Regions from separate parts of the Mus musculus genome. Here region 2 is linked to region 1. Evidence: chromatin contacts called from public promoter capture Hi-C data. All regions are on one chromosome and are shown on one strand. The core of a region is the stretch at or near the end of the contact, and the rest is flanking DNA. Distances in the headings are between cores, read along the strand shown. Region 1 overlaps Lrrc27 (leucine rich repeat containing 27). Region 2 overlaps Inpp5a (inositol polyphosphate-5-phosphatase A).

The links. Capture Hi-C pulls out chosen DNA fragments and counts their contacts.
Region 2: a promoter capture Hi-C map of liver shows a contact between it and region 1. The contact joins two enhancer-like sites. A contact is called at or near these places in 11 of 39 promoter capture datasets (the HPC-7 cell line, cranial neural crest, embryonic stem cells and 7 more), 1 of 15 datasets of contacts at CTCF or cohesin (the NIH/3T3 cell line), 12 of 484 Hi-C or Micro-C datasets (B cells, the BV-2 cell line, adipose-derived mesenchymal stem cells and 8 more), 13 of 115 datasets of contacts at active chromatin or transcription factors (T-cell acute lymphoblastic leukemia, bone marrow-derived macrophages, embryonic basal ganglia and 10 more) and 4 of 9 other capture datasets (adipose tissue, embryonic stem cells, liver and 1 more).

What each region holds. Positions count from the first base shown.
Region 1 is chr7:139,222,126-139,227,492 of GRCm38.p6, reverse strand. Lrrc27 (leucine rich repeat containing 27) reads right to left here. Exons shown (of 11, transcript NM_027164.1): 5 at 3,752-3,904; 6 at 1,132-1,492. Among named protein-coding and RNA genes, the nearest start is that of Gm32315, 10 kb to the left of the region's middle. Within about 2 kb of position 2,577, at least 91 of the 459 cell types and tissues checked have an H3K27ac peak or open chromatin away from gene starts, as enhancers often do. A contact at or near this core is called in the HPC-7 cell line, where this site is marked.
Region 2 is chr7:139,489,303-139,494,669 of GRCm38.p6, reverse strand. The region is part of intron 4 of Inpp5a (inositol polyphosphate-5-phosphatase A); the gene reads right to left. Among named protein-coding and RNA genes, the nearest start is that of Gm33031, 91 kb to the left of the region's middle. Within about 2 kb of position 2,074, at least 7 of the 459 cell types and tissues checked have an H3K27ac peak or open chromatin away from gene starts, as enhancers often do. A contact at or near this core is called in the HPC-7 cell line, where this site is marked.

The DNA.
Region 1 (5,367 bases), core at 1,328-3,827:
CTCCCGGGGCTCAGCTCTGGTGTCTATGTCGGACACAGAGACACACTTAAGCACTTTTAGAGAGTGGACCATGATTGTCAAGATAAATTGTCATTACCACTCATCACAGTGAGCATAAGGGGGAGGAGAGAGGTCCCTAAGCACCGGAGGAGGATGCTACTGCTCCCATTGCCTGTGACTCAAATTGAGAACATTTCAGTAGCCCCAGGCCACCAAGACCACAGGCCATGGTGCAGGGTGCCAGAACTTTTGGGCTGTGCTGTGTGTGTGTGTGTGCCTAAAGATTTAGATGAATGTTCAAACCCAGGAAGTGCAGAGGCGGTTCCGTGGGTGAAATGTCTGCTGCACAGGTGTGAAGACCTGAGTCTGTCCCCCAGGCACGCGTGTAGAAAGCAACAGCAGGGGCATGCACCTGCCACCCCAGCACTGTGGGGAGGGGGCAAAGACAGACAGATCCTAGGGGCTTGTTGACCAGACAGACTAACAGAAATAGCAATGTGCAGTGAGAGAGGCTGACTCAAAGATCAAGGTGCAGAATAAGACATATGAAGCCATCTCTAGCCTCCAGATGTGCACACAGAGGCAAATATACCCATACATGTGCATATAAACTCCTTCACAATAACATTTACAATGTCCAGAATCACAGCATAGTTAAAGAGCTAGCTGCTCTCCACGAAGCATAGTTAAAGAGCAGTCATGCTCAGACTCCACAGCTTCTGTAGATATGTCCAGATCGAGTCTTAAGCCACTGGTTACTGTCAGTTCTAAGAGTCTGTCACCCTCAGGAGCCCATTAATGTTCCCCGAGATACAATGACATATCTCTGGAGGATGTGTGAGCTGGTCTGAACACGTTCTCATCCTCTCTACACACAGCACCACACAGTTCCCATACACATCAGCTGCATGAATGGGCGTCACACACCGCCCATGAGCTGCGTGTCCTATTCTGCCAAGTGTGTTCAGTGACACTGGTCTGTCTGCTCTGCTCCTATACTATGGCTTGGTCCGATATACCCTAAACAATGGATTTAGAACAGACAAGCACATTAGGATGCTGTGCTTCAGAGAGTCATGAAATAACTTTACAGCTCCGTGGGTCAGGCAGTCTGCCTCAGCAGAGCCTTACCTGACTGCGGGCCATGGCTTCCTGTGCTTTTTCTCCTTGACGTTTAGCGCTGCCTTGAGATTTGGCGGCAGCTCAACAGCCAAGAGCTTCTTCTCTTGAATCTCCACCTGCTCATTCTCCACAATCTCCTGCCTCAGCTTCCAGAAGCGTCTGATCTCCTCCTTACTGGGCCATATCTCGGAGGCGGCGTTGGATTTGCGGAGCTCACTCAGGTCTAGCCTTTCCATAGGTGGGAAGAAGTCAGCCTTCTCCTTCTCCTGGTCTGGGTCATTAAGGCTGTTCTCACTAGGTGAGCCTTTACGGGGCAGAGGGAGCACGGGATACTGAAGGTCATTGCTGCCCATCTTAGGTGCTGAGACTTCTGGTGGAATAAAAAGACATTTCAGTGTTTGTGGAGTCAATCTTCACTATCAACTTGTCTGGATTTAGAATTACCTCAGAGATACATCTCTGGGTCTGTGAGGGTGTTTTCAGATAGGCTTAACTGAGGAGGGAAGACCCACCCTCAATGTGGGTGGCACCATGTTATGAGCTGGGGGCCCAGATAGCTGAGCACCAGAGTTCATCTCTTTCTGCCTCCCAGCTGCAGACACATTGTAACCAGCTGTTTCAAGTGCCTGCTGCCATGACTTCCCCAGAGGGACTATCTCTCCTCAAATCCTGAGCCAGCATGAGCCTTTCTTCTATAAGTTACCAAAATAGGGTGTTTTGTCACTCCAACACGAGACTCTACCTACAGCAGTGGCCAGTAAATCAATGCCACTCTAAGGATCAGCTAGTGGCCAGGTCCAAGGCCTTTGTTTCTTTGCTCAGATGTCTGGGAAGTGAGAGTCCACTCAGGTCTGGACTTGCTGGATCCCACAGGCTGCCACAGACCCACAGCAGCTACTTCGTGGGGGATGGACACACTCTGTCAAAGGCCCTGAGCTTCTTGCACCTCCTCCACCTACTGCATCTTTTGGTCCATGTGCAGGAGGCATCCTCGCCGCCATTATGGGCATTTCTGCTCCCCTCCCCCAAGATATCTTAAATCTTTATTTCAATTAAAAGCTAGCCCATGTGCTTGTTGTTCTTTGGCGATGCTTTGCTGACTTTTAGCTCTGAGGAAAAACAAGTCCAAAGACTGCCAAGGTAGTGTAGCACCAGCCCAGAGGGGACACAGGCTGCAGACTTGCCCTCAGGCACCATGAGCCAGGATGCGCAGGACTGGACAGGAGCTAAGCAGAGTGAGCTCTACCGTCTAGCATCTTCTGGTCTTAGGTGGCAAACACCTTGGCCACTCTTTGACTATTGATCCTCTCCTTGCACTTACATAAAACATGTCAGAACAGGAGTGACTTCCAGTCCCAAACCTTACCCCAGAGCCAGAGTGTCACACTGACTTCTGTCATCTGTCAAGTCATGCGGACCTGAACCCCCACAGCTGTCCCGGTGACACTTCTTGCACCATTTCCTGGCGCCAGACCCAGTGTCTTCCTGTAAGTGTGGTGTATTCAACTTCCTGTGCCGTTAGTCTCCTCCGGCCTCGAGGAGAGCTTTTCCTTTTTCTCTTTCGTGTATTTTCACTTCTGAATGAACAGAATGCTTTTTCACTGGGGTCTGACATGCATGCCCTCAAGGATTCTGCACCATTTGCCCCAGGTGTTGCCTCAGACCTGCTCCAGAGCCCCTAGTACAGTAGCTGCTGCTTCCAGACTCTCACCCCTGTCTCTCTGGATTCTGGTTGCTCCTGCCCCCTGCCCCCTGCCCCCTGCCCCCTGCTCCTGCCAGGCATGCGGTGCCTTCTATTCTGCCTTTCCTCTCTTATCCTGTCCTTGTCAAGCTGTCCTTTAGGAACTTAGGCTGCCATTACAACCTCTCAGAGTTCAGCTTTCCCCTAAATTATGTGCCTTCACATAGGCAGTCTAAGGCACTGGAATTAGGTGCCACCCAAGGAGGAGCCCTCAGCTAAGGTCCTGTGTAGGCACAGGAACCCTTGAGGCCTGGACTGCACACAAGAGTCCCAGGGCCTTGCTAAGGCACAGCTTCTCACCTTCCCTGCTGCCACTCCCTCTAATGTTTCTGGGTCACCTCTGAATCCACCCACAGGCCCTGGGATCCCTGACTCAGAGCTAGGGCCTGACACCAGCTAAGGCCCTTTATGAACGTGATTGCTTCAAAACACTTCAAGACACTCATGGTGGATGACCAAGGCAAAGACTGGTGCACCATTCCCTTCCCCTTCCTTCTCTCTGACTGCTCAATATGTTGACAGCATGGGGCAGTGCATGTATCTCCCACAAGGGTACAACCTGCTTATTAAGCCAGCTCTTAGTATCTAGGCAGGGACAGGGTATGTTTCATGGAGCTTTTTAAAATGCTGTCTGGAGGAGCACAAGGCCCTCTCAGAGCAGCTGCTTGCTTGGCTTGGAGGTAAAGACTGCTCCACTTGCCTTATCCCATGGACTCTTACCTCGCCTACCCAAACAGGCGTGTACTGCTCAGAGTGGATCTGAGCCAGGGCAAGGCATGGTGTTTGGGCCAGTGTATGGGCTAGTCTTTGCCATGCGAGCCCTACAGAAGCTGGGGAAGCCACACACACTCCTAGGTCTCATCTAGTGACAGAAAATTCTCTACAAACCTGGAAGCAACTCATCTCCAGGGAAGGCCTTCTCCACTGAGCAGATGCGTAGGAAGGTGAGGATGGCTACCAAGCCTTTCTGCACAATCAGGCGAGGAGGAAATTCCAGAGGGCAGTGTCTCAGGTTCAGTGCTGTCAGTGTAGTGACCTGCCCTGGAGTGGAGGGGAAATTTCAGTCCTCTGCCCACTTCTTGGAGAGGGACTCAGGAGGGAGAGGAAGGCAGGTGGAGTCAGGGAACTCCTGAGTTCAACGTTATCTTCAGCGATATGGGGAGTTCCTGAGCCAGCTTGGGCTACAAAAGACTGGCTCAGAAGAAGGAAGAGGATGAAGAAGAGGATGAGAAAAAGATGGGGAAATGGGTAATGAGAATTGACAGTTGTTTATTCTTCTGTTTCTGTGGATACAGGGGCTCACTCTACTATTGCCCAGACTGGCCTAGAATTCACTGTGTAACCAAGGCTCTTCTCAGACTCACAGCAAACCTCCTGTCTCAGGTCCCAAGTGCTGGGATTACAAGCACGAGTCACCAAACCTGGTTGGATCAACAATGTCTAAGAACGTCTCTGGGATCCACTCCCCACCCCCGTCTCAAGGCCAGGTGAAAACCAACCGTTGCATCTGTATTTGCTCATGTGAATGACAGACCACATCGCGGTCTTTCCTTCCTCCCATGTTCATCCATTTGGCCACCTTCCCCCACATTCCCACTTCTAGGCAAGCTTCATGGCCAACTGATAATGTCAAGAGGACCAAGGGAAGATCTTCTCCCAAAGATAGCTGTCCATCTTTTTTAAATGCACAGTGCTTCAGTGACACAATGACATGAAGTCACTCCTGTCCTCGTGCTTGCTGCGTCCCTTCCCTTCCAGCTGCTCATGCCTCCTGCATTTTAGTGACTGCGATTGGGTTGCATACAGTTGGCTTCTGTGCTTTTAATCTGGCCCGAGTCTCTCTGCCTTTTTAATAGCAGAGCACCACTCACCACAGGAAACTAGCTGGAGAATCTCTAGTTTTGTATAAGCCAAGGAGCAAGCTCTGCTAATCTTTGTAATTAACTGGGCTGGTGTGGAATCACCCAGGAGACACCACTGGTGTGCCTATAAGGTGTCTCCAGAGAGGTTTAACTGAGGGGAGGGGACCTGTCCTGAGCCTGGGAGGCGCCATCCCATGGAACAGGGCCCTTGACTGAGAAGCAGACAATGAGCGGCAGCATTCCCTGCTCTCTGCTTTCTGACTCAACCCAGCTGCACAGTCCACTCACAGTGAACTCTGCCGTGCCTTCTTTACCATGAGCCCAAACAATTCCTTCTGCCTTCAACCCTGTTCTTGTCAGGTATTTGGTCACAGCAGAGAAGAAAAAAACTTAAACCTCGCCCACAGGTGAATCATGCCAGAAAACACTGTTGTACTGAGTGACAAGCTGGACACCACAAATCAAGGCAGGCTTTAGGATAAAGGGCAGTTCAAATGTCCGTTAGAGAAGAGGGACTGAAGTCAAACCCCAAATTTCCAACTCAACAAAGCTGAAAGAAGAAGAAAGCAAAGCAACCTCAGATAGACGAAGATAAGAGTGAGTGGAGACTAAGACATATCAAGGTGTGAAGGAGACAAGCAT
Region 2 (5,367 bases), core at 825-3,324, 270 kb before region 1:
TCAAGCTGTGGCTGCAGACTCCTTTCCAGGAGGAGAGTCAAATGACTCTTCCACAGGGACCGCCTAAGATCACTGGAAAACAGATGTTTACATTATGATTCACAACAGGAGCAACATTACAGTTAGGAAATAACAACACAACTAATTTTCTAGTTGGGGTCACTAAGATGTGAAGAACTGTCTTAAAGGGTCACAGCATTGGGGAAGTTGAGAAGCAGTCCTCTAGTACCAGACACAGGAGCAAGTGTGAAGCCCAAGGCTCCATTTTAGGCTTTGCACCTTCTGTGACCTATGGGTCCACCTGTAGTTGGAGCCTGGCCCCAGAAGCAGCCCAGAGTCCAGATGGGAGGAGGTTTCATCATTGTAAACCGGACACTGTCAGCACACTGCAGGGAAGGCACTTGGTACTGGAAGCCACGGTATTGGTTTGAAGGGACACTCAGGGACAAGACACTGCCTTGTGGGCAGCAGGTGAGCACCTTCTACTCTCACCTGCTACACCTGTGTCTTACTGACAAGTCTGCTCAGATTCCCCGCCCGTGTCAGAGGTCAGGTCCACAGCCCCACTTCTATTGATCAGAAACAGTTATTTACACGAGGAACTTCAGGTAAAATTCCCAGTCGGAGGTTTTGCAAAAGTTGTCTCATAGGCTGTGAGCTGTCTTTACTTTTGCATCAAAACAAAGGTTTCATTTGAGGATTACTGCCTTCCAATACTTGCTTCGATCACTTCTCCCTCAGGTTTGTAAGCACATAGAAATGAATTTCCATAGTCTCTGGTGAAAGTTGGACTTTATTCATAGCAAATGGTCAGCTAAGGGCCACTGTTCCCTTATGCAGAGCATACCCTTATGGCTCAACAGCCTGGACACCTCCGTCAAAATCAAAGGTGGTATGTCCCTGTAATCCCAGCCCTCAGAAGCCTGAGGCCAGCCTGACCCAGTGGATTTGCAGAGTCCTTTCCAGCCCTCTGCCTGTTTTTCCGGGTTTATACCTACACTCCATCGGTTTGCCCACTGCAGATTTATAGGAAGTCTTGATCAGGCAAGATGAGCCCTCAACTGTCCTTTGTCAATGTTGTTGAGGCCACTGTAGGTCCTTTATACTTCCATATAAAACATAAATGCAGATTTCTGATTTCTACAAAACCTCTGCTCCAACATTGATTAGAATCACACCGGAGCATCATGCCAATCTTGGTAGAACAGACACGTCAATACCACTAAGCATTCCCCGAGCCTGGGACAGCTCCACATACTCAGGTCTCACTAATTGGTATAAGCTGCATGTGATGGCTCTCAGGATGCAGGTCTTAGAGAGCACTGACCTAAGACAGTTCTGAATAGTTCATACTTTGGTGCTATTATAAAGGGTAATGTTATCTAAATTTCAGCTTGCAAGAGAATCATTTACAAGTTGATAGCTTGCAAGCCATTGGACACAGGACAAGATGTCAAAGACCTAAACAAAGTACTTCCATGTTAACAAGCCCAGTCCTGGTCGCTTGTGAGAGTACTGCACCCTGGTGGCTCACTGAAGGAACCTCGCTCTCATTATTCCAACACACTCCATTAAAGAAGTTGATCCTATACCTCAAACAGATTGTGTTTGTCTCTGGGTTGGATTCTCAAACCACAGCCTGAAAGGTAAAAGTGTGTCCATAGGGGCATGGAGTAAGCTGGATGGAGGAGCAGAGGCCATGTGGAAAAGGACTAAAACAGCTTCATTTATAGGACTGGCCACACTCCATCTGGTTGCCACATCCCATGAGGACACTGGAGTTCCCCCTGGTCTCTACCCACCTAGGTCTGACCTTGCATCTCTTTTGTGAAAGGCAAAAGACTGAATTCAAGAAAAATAACAACAAACTGGGTTCAGTCACTATTGCTAGACTGCTCTATAAATTCACTTTAATATGAATTTAAGGCTAGATCAGATAGGTCTTTAAATTAGTAACAACCAGCCTGTCCACAGATGAATGTCCTCCCATTGTCCCCCAAATCTTACAGCTGTCCCCACCAACTACCTAGTCACACTCTACTTCCTTCTTTGATGCTCTAAGCATAGCAAAACTCTGACTTCCTTTCTCCCTGTCAATCATGGTCAGATAGTCTATGTGCCAGTGATGGGAGCCCCTTCCTGTGCTGCCTGATGCAATATTTGCTCCCTGAATGCCAGGTGCTTCCTATATGTCCTCGTGTGTTGGCTTAAGTGTCTGTTCCCTTCCATGTAGTATGTAACATGGTACATGTTATATGTTGTTGGCTCTGGAGCCCAATTGAAAGCACAGGCTTCCGCTGCGCTGTGCTCTGCGTGGGTTACTAAATTCCCTTGGCTCTACTTGGGCTAAGGAACGGCTCGTGCTCAGTAGCTGCAAGGACCCAGCTAAGACAGTGCTGGCCACTAAGGGCTCCTTGGCAACTGCCTAGCTCGTACTAGAGCTTGCACAGTGATGTCAACCTGGGATGTCAGTTACTGAACCCAGCAAAGCACACAAAATGATACCATAGGAACCCAGCTAGCTCTGGTAGGGTGACTGGCCAGTAGGACTGACAGATGCAGCTGCCTACAGACAAATGTTGGGGCCTCAGCTGTGCTCCACACAACCCTTACTGAACTATCTGGCACAGAAAGACCCTTGTGTGGGGGTCGGGGGAAGGTACATTAGCAAGGTGAGCTGAGGAAACAACACTCCACACTGATACATCTATGTCCTTCTTTGTAAGATGCTTCTTTCGCAGCTCCTCATCCTAATGCATTCCCAGAGTCTGGGCCAACGTCTCAACCACACCCTCTATATTCAACAGCCCAGAACACAGGTCCTGAGGGGCAGAAGCGAGGGTAGCCATCCTTGTGTCTTGGGCCAGCAGCAGGCTGAACACACAGGAGCACACCCTGGTTTTCGAGGGCTGACAAACTGGCTATACCTCATCCTTAGGTCAGGTAAGCGGGTCCAAGATCTTGGCTGAGCCTGGCAGACTTTGGTTGCTGAGAAGCAAACCCATGGCTCTGTCCTCTAAGGGTATGGGTGGTGGTGTTCCAGAGTTCCTCCATGTGGTCATTTGATGAGCCTCCCTATGGCACAGGGCACATGCACCTCCCTCTGAGACTTTTGTCCGACTACTGCCAGAGGTGAGTTGAGCACCACTTGCCCAGCAAAAAGCAGCCCACAAGAGAATGCAACATTCTCATCTAGTCATGGGGATCTGGCATTCAGGAGGCGAGTGCTACCGAGCAGTCACTACATTATCTCAGGGGAGCAACCATGGGTATGCAAAGATGACTTGGGCTCTGGTCATCTCCTATTCCAAACCTGGTATTGGTGGATTGGTCGTGTCTCCACAGTACCGAACCTGGGGGAGAGTAACACTGGAATGATGTTGGGGAAGTGTTGAGGACATATACCAACATCCTGCATGCCAGGCAGCCATTGCCACCTCTTCCTCCTCAGTCAATGTTCTCTAAACCAGGACAGAGTAAGTGTTCTTTCCTTAAGACCATGGCAAGTAGGCAACATGGCTGGTTGGAGTTATATCACCCTTGTGAACGGCCATAGATTCAATCAAAGTATTCACCAAGGTTCAATCGAATAGGTTCACCAAGCTGGTGGCCCCATCCCTCCTTCCAGTACTGAGCCTTCCCAGAATGCTGTGACATTCCCTCCCTGTCCTACATCCATAAGCAGATATCCCAACCTCTTCTTCCTGACTACCTTGGGTCTAAATATGAGTGACAACGGAGAGGTGGGGATAGGCATGGCCGATGGGCACTCATAGACACTTGTGGCTAAGCAGAGGAAAGCTCTGGCATGTGTACCATGTTACTACGGCTCTCTGCCCCAAACTCCTTTATCAGAAAGTAGACAGCACATGGGGAACATAGGCAACTGCTTTGCCTGGCTGACAAGGAGTCCTATGTACAGGTCCACAGCTGAGTATCCTAGTGACCACGGAGGCACATTTTGGCCTGTCTAACACTCCTAAGGTACATTAGGGTCCCCTGACATGCATGGGAACATACCAAGATCTGATGCTATTCAGAGAGGCAAATATGGGGGTCCTCAACATTTGCAGAGGCACCTTGAAGTCTGCCTGGTACCCCAAAAGACATATCTGTATCTAGTAGACACTCACAAGGGCACATCTGCGTCTAATTTGATGCCCACTGAGGCACATCTGGGTTTGCCCCCATGCTCACCTGGGCACATCTAAATCTACCAGATGCCCACAAGGGTATATCTGGATCTAGAGCATACTCACATGAGCATACCTAGGAATTAGGTTGGGCATCTATTTGATGCCCAATAAGTAAATATGGGTCTTCCCAATGTCCAGGGAGGCACAGCTGAGTCTCCCAAATGCCTGCACGGGCACGGAACCTGCCTGGCATAAAGAACAAGAAGCATTTGAAGCTGTTAGCAGAGCAGAAAATACTGGGCCTTTCCTGAAGCTGCTGGAGAATAAAGCTACCTCCTCTCTGCGGGCAGCTCTCTAGTATCCAATGAGCACAGCTCTGACAGACAGGGCACCCCCTTCTGGATGTTAGAGAGTAGGATCTCACACTCCTAAAGATAGCAGGATCAGTCACATAGTCATGTCCCCCACCCAGGAGAACCCAGTGAGGATGGGTCAACACGGGGCTCCCACTGTTCCCCCATGTGGTGCCTTGCACCTGCCCCTCTACTTTGTGCCAGGTCAGGTGGGCACACGGCTAGCAGTGGGTCTCAGTGGCCTTCTGAAAGGGAAATTTCTTAAGAGACATATCTCAGCTTGTCCTTGAGCTCATAAGAACCAGTGTCAGTCACTTGCAAATCCTGGAGTCCTTACAGGCACCTCCCCTCCTGGAGACATGAGGCTTAGCCTGTTCTAAACATATGTCCTGGGCTAGGCAGACTCCCTTCAGGGCCTGGGCTGTAGCCAGAAAAAGCTCCACAGCTCCTCAGGATGCATGGATCCGGTAACAAAATGAACCTCGTGGCAATTGTTTCCCCCACTTTGATAGCCCAATGTCAGCTCATCTGTTACAGGGAAATAAAAAAGTCAGGCCTAAATGTATAAAAAATTATGATGGAAGTCCTAAATAAAGCGTAGACTGCAAGCTCATTGAGTCAAAAATCAATCAATCAATGAGGGAGTGGGTTAGGAGCACCTCATAAGCCCCAAAGAAATCATTTGCCCAAACACTGGGATTTAACGGTGGAGGACCAAATTCCAACACTTTTAGGAAGTAAATAATGAAAAATCAATTCAGAGGAAAAACAGATCAAGAACCCTGAGTGTGACGTGCCGACACATTTATTGCTTAATACCATTCCTCGTCTGACCCGAAAACTTCGGAAGGTGTTTATTTACTTTCAACACCTTCCAG